2 separate regions of the Ovis aries genome follow, and region 1 is linked to region 2. The links are chromatin contacts, called in public Hi-C maps. All regions are on one chromosome and are shown on one strand. The core of a region is the stretch at or near the end of the contact, and the rest is flanking DNA. Distances in the headings are between cores, read along the strand shown.

Region 1 (2,700 bases), core at 201-2,700, 210 kb before region 2:
AATTCCCACTGTGAGTGCACGTATTCATCAGCACACAATCAATCTCACTCTTAAAACAATAAGGGAATGGAGAAATAAGGAGGCCATGCAGAACCAGTAGTTTGTTACCTGGATGGGTCTGAATCCTCCCTTCAATTATGAAGCAAGAAAGCAGCGGGAAACAGAAAGAAAGCCAATGGAAAAGCTTACAGGTCAGTAAAGGGGCAGGACATAGCATGCAGCTCAGCAAAAACATCTTTCTATTCAGTAACCATAGGAGGAGAAGGAAGATTAGACAGCCAGAATGACAGTTCTCCACTTGAGAATTCAAGGGCACATGGAACTGAAGAATCAAGTGACATTCAATCCAAGTAAATAAATCCAGAGGCAGAAATATTCTAATAGTATAGCCACAAGTCTTAACAGCTTGGAAGGAAATGTCTGCTTAGCGGACAAGCACAGCTAGAACTACTGAGGACTACTCCTGGCTCTCATGGACTCCCATGATATGATGCAACATTAGTTATTTAGCTAAGACCTACTTTTCATCTTGAGTAGAGATGAGCGTTAACAGCAGGAGTGCCATTTGGTTACTTTCAAGTTTGAGAAAGTCCTAAGAAATACCTAAACTTGTCAACTTTTACCTGACTCCTTATGACAGAAACTTGCTCTTTTCAACTAACTAGGTATGTAAGAGGCCACCTACAGGTTTAAAATGGGAAATACAGTAGTAGTCTAAAAATGTTCAGCTCCAAAATCTCCCGAGTTGTCTTAGGATTCCAGATGTGAGTGTTGCTACTGGTCCTAATAAAGGCAAGTTTGACCTCTGGGCCTGCTCAGGTTTCATCATGTCCTACTCTTGAGTATCAAGCTACCCACAGGTAGTAGGAAGTAACTTTTCATCTTGTGTTGAACTGGAAGACCTGGGATCCAGTGCCCAAGGCTCATCCGCATTCAGCCCTCATATCCCAGGGCAAAGAAAACCCTAAAGAGAATAAGGCACAGACAAGGAACAGACAGGAAGGTACAGAAGGAGAATGAAGTGAATGGGGAAAACCAGAGAGCAGTGGGTGAAGATGAAAAGAAAATTCGAGAGGCAAGGGTGATAATACAGGAGGAGCCTGGGCTGGATTACAGAGACAGCAGTCTTCAAATTATCTCTACTGACACAGTTTTGGTGACAGACACAAGAATTTCTGTCAATTAAAATCAGGAACACTGGACTAGTAAACTTTCCATGCTAGACTTCACTTCTCTTAATTACACAGTAGACAGAATCTATTTTTCATCAACAATGTGAGCTGTAAACAAACTTCAGGAATGAACCCAAGTGTTTTTTGTAACGCACTATATGTATCAGGAGCCACAAAGCTGTTACAAGACTCAAGGAGAGCAGGGTCATTCATCTGGCTCAATACACTGAGCACTCCTGAATGTCAGGCACACTGGATACGATTAATTCTGTAAGATTCCCTTCCATGAACTCTAGAGGGCAGCCAAGACAAAGAGAGGATCAAACGGACAGATCCACTGTGGTTATTACCAACTAATTTTGTCAAAGTACTCATTGCCTTTGAAGACACATGGTGCTATGGGGAGGTGAGGGGGCTAGAGGGAGAAAGGAAACTATTCCATTAACTTACGCAGAACAAGAAAAATAGATAGAGGTTCAGTTTTCCCATAATCACTTTTCTTACCACTATCTTCTACCTGTTCTGCTGGAATTTTTAACCAGCCCGTCTAGAATAACTGAGATTACATTTTACTCAAGGAGATTTCTGAACAGGATAAGACTGTTCGCTTTAGCTCTTTTGAAAGAGAAACTAACAAATGTTTCTAATGATACTCTTAATAACATATACCTGAGCCAGTAAAAGACTAAATTTGTGTTTATGTGGACATACAATACACTTTTTTAGAAATAAACTAAGACTTCAGCTTTGAAACTAAAAAAATGCATTACACATGCACACTGAATACCAACAATAAAGATTCATATAGCACTTTCAGTTCCCAGGTACCACTCTCAACACTTTACATACATATTAAGATAATCTTCATTACAAATCTCTAAGGCAGATACTATTATTAACACTACTATTAGATAGATATATGAGGAAATTGAGGGGGATGGGGGGATTAGTAACATCCTAATGGTCTCCCATGTATAATTTGAATATAATCAGGTTCTGAGGCTGTACTTGTAACTGTTACACACTCTACCTCTCATGAAACGGAATATCCTTTGTAATATCAAACGTGATACGTCAGTCAGAAGAATTCTTTCAAAAGCTGAAGGCATATGCCAGGACATTTATCAAACTATACTAACAGGTAGCACATCAATCAAAATTGATTACTGGTAACAAAAACACCCCATCAATCACTTCATGAAAACTCATGTATATCAGTCAGGAAAACAAATTTCTTCTTCCTACAAGACCCCTTAATTCTCTATTTCCTTCAGAGTTAGTGAAACTTGTTCATACATTTTTTCTTATCCCTGGTACATTTAACAGGCCTACATTTACTCAACTTTATTGCACTAAGATTTTTACAATGACAGGCTACTTGGATCTTGTTTCTTCTTTAAAAAAAAAAAAACACATCTCTCTGTCTGTCTCTCTATCTCTCTCACACACACACAGAGGAAAAGGTATAATGGCTGGACATGCAAAGAAATAAAAAGATATGGATTCTCTTCCCTCTTAACCATTCAAC
Region 2 (2,700 bases), core at 20-2,519:
ATCTGGAAACCCCATCTTTCTATCCTGGGTGGTCCGGATATCCTTCCCCCTGGCCCTTGTCAAGCCTAATGCCATTTTATCATCCTGCCAAGCTTACTGCCTTGGGAAAATCCTGGATTCTGATCTTCCCCCCTATCTAATGACAAGAAGAGGAAGCTGGATTTCCAGATGCCCACAGCTGGCGCCAAGCAGCAGGCTGGCCCCAGTGATCTCCGTGGGAGCCGGCCTGCCAGTGCTCCAGACACCTGGAAAAAGGCTGAGGCACGTTGCTATGCTCTGCCTTTCCCACCAGCGTGAGAATGAAAATAGCAGCGATGTAGAATTAATTCTGCAGATGAACGTTTTTCAGCTTCCCAAATTTGGCAATCACGCTCTTTCCCCCCTCCCCCCTTGTGTGCCTTTGCTTCCACTTGGATAGAGAAGTGGAAGAAGATGCTTGGCTCCCACCCTTCTGCAGGGAACGTGGAGATCAGACAGAAGCCAGGTTCCTCAGCCAAGTACCTAAGGCCCTGTGGCCTCTGACTCAGCAATCTCTGCACCCTCAGTTCCTCCCACTTCTTTACTGACATGCACCTTGAACAGCCAAACACTTTCACGTCTCCAAATCTTTCCAGATGCTGTTTCCTCCACCTGAAGTGTCTCCTGCTCCTGGATTGCCTAGTGAGCTCCTACTTATCCTTTAAAACCCAGCGCAAGTATCATCTTACAGGAGAAACTTTCCTTGACTTGCCTCCTTCCCAGACAAATTTAATTCATCCCCACCTTCTGCTACTTTTGTGGTGGGACGATCTGTGTGTGTGTGTGTATGTGTGTGTGTGTGTGTGATTCTATCATGCTGCATGCATAAGGGACTGATGTAGCATGGTACCTGGCACGTAATAAGTATTCAACAAATGTTAGCTTATTTACCTTTTCTATGAAGCTGGAAATGGCTTGGAGAGAGGAGGTGAATCCTAACGGTACCACAGCCTGCTTTCTGAACATGAAGAAAATAGAAACCTCTTTCATTTCATGCTGTAGCATGGCCAGCTTTCAGCTTTGGCCAAAAGCACTAAGTGATATCCTTGACCTTCTCAAGTCCTTGAATAAATGTAAAACACGCACATCAGTTATCAGCCCAGGCCCAGCGGTCTCATCCACACCCACAGCTCCCTGGATATCTCACACAGGTACTTACTTGGATCATGGCTATTCACGGCTAGAAGGTAAGCTCCCCAGGGCAGGGTCAGTGACTCGCTTTCACTGCTGCACGCCCCGGAGCCTGGCAGTAGGTGGCGCTCTGGAAATAGTTGAGGGGTGGATGCTGGTTGAGTTACGGAATGTAACCCTACCCTGGCAGATTTGAGAGAGCACCTCGATCTGGGCAGGTCTGAGTCCTCTGCCTTAAAAGGGTTTCCTAGAATGGCTTTCCCCGTTCTCAGCAAAACACCTGAACACTTCTTTGGCACTATAGCTGAGAAATGTAAGAGAAGTGCCCAGGGCAGTGCTATCTTACTCCTGGAGCATAGGGCTTGGACTTTGGAAAATATAGGTCTTAGCTCAAATCTCAGTTCTGAGACCTTAGCCAGTCACTTCACCTAGCCGGACCTTGACTCCTGTCATCTGTATAAAGGGGATCCTAGTAGTTCCAATGGGCTGGCAAAGTTCTGAGGTAGAAAGATGTAGCTCAGGGCTGAACACATCAATAAAAGAGGACCCTCAGGATTTCCCTGGTGGTCCAGTGGTTATGACACCAAGCTTCCACTGCAGGGGCACTGGTTTGATCCCTGGTTGGGGAAGTTCCACCTGCCTCGAGGTGCAGCCATGGAAAATAAAGGAAGATCCTGTTTCCTATTACTTTAACTCTTCTTATCTCTCAGCTGGAGCTGTTGGGGAAGGGAGAGTCCACGTGACTGTGCAGAATCCTAGCTCACGGACCAGAAAGGCTCAGGTGCCAAAACCAATTTGCTTGGGTTCAAATCTCATTAGCTGTGTGATCCTGGGCAAGACATTTAACCTCTCTATACCTCACGTTCTTTAGCAGAGTACTCTACTACTCTGTAGTAGAGTAATGATATGATAACTTTCTCATAGACTTTATAATATAAAGAACCAGAGCAGTGCCTGGTAAGCTCTCATGGCACCAAAACACAAGCCAGCTCCTGCATTTAGAGTGAAGGTAATGTCTGCATCCCATGGACAGAGGAGCCTGGAGGGCTACGGTCCAAAGGGTCGCAAAGAGTTGGAGATGACTTAGGGACTAAACACACGTCTGCAGAGATTCGATTTGTTCATCTCATGGCCCCCTAGGAAGGGGGTCTGCCCCTGTGACTTGGGGTTTGCACCAGGACTTGCATCTTTGGGCTGCCATTCCTGGTGGCCTCTCCCCTCAAATCCTGGCCTGGATTGAGAGGAACCTCTGGCTGCAGAGAGGGCTCCAGCGGCTGGAGCAGTGGGTAGAACCCTGACCCTGGAGTCAGCCTTCAGACTGGATTTGACTCTCACAGCTTTACCACTTCCTGGCTCGGCCCCTATTTCTCTCCATCCCAGTTTCCTGCTAAGAACCACAGTGTCTGTCTGACAGGCTGGATGGAGGATTACAGGAGATAAGGTATGCAAAGCACCGAGGACCGGGCCAGGCCCCCCGAGGAGCTGCGTGATAAAGAAAGAGCACGTCCCTTCTCTCCCCCTGGCCGGCACTCCGCCCCTCCCAGCTCTGGC

The links. Hi-C and Micro-C count contacts between places; a contact is called where the count stands out from the background.
Region 1: a Hi-C map of muscle shows a contact between it and region 2, with 9 times the contacts expected there. The contact joins two enhancer-like sites. A contact is called at or near these places in 13 of 16 Hi-C or Micro-C datasets (blood, liver, mesenteric adipose tissue and 5 more).

The regions. Positions count from the first base shown.
Region 1 is chr2:245,408,516-245,411,215 of ARS-UI_Ramb_v3.0, reverse strand. It overlaps EIF4G3 (eukaryotic translation initiation factor 4 gamma 3), which reads right to left. Exons shown (of 38, transcript XM_060410690.1): 9 at 109-129. Among named protein-coding and RNA genes, the nearest start is that of HP1BP3, 180 kb to the left of the region's middle. Within about 2 kb of position 1,450, at least 3 of the 54 cell types and tissues checked have an H3K27ac peak or open chromatin away from gene starts, as enhancers often do. A contact at or near this core is called in muscle, where this site is marked.
Region 2 is chr2:245,199,465-245,202,164 of ARS-UI_Ramb_v3.0, reverse strand. No RefSeq gene overlaps it. Among named protein-coding and RNA genes, the nearest start is that of EIF4G3, 14 kb to the left of the region's middle. Within about 2 kb of position 1,269, at least 2 of the 54 cell types and tissues checked have an H3K27ac peak or open chromatin away from gene starts, as enhancers often do. A contact at or near this core is called in muscle, where this site is marked.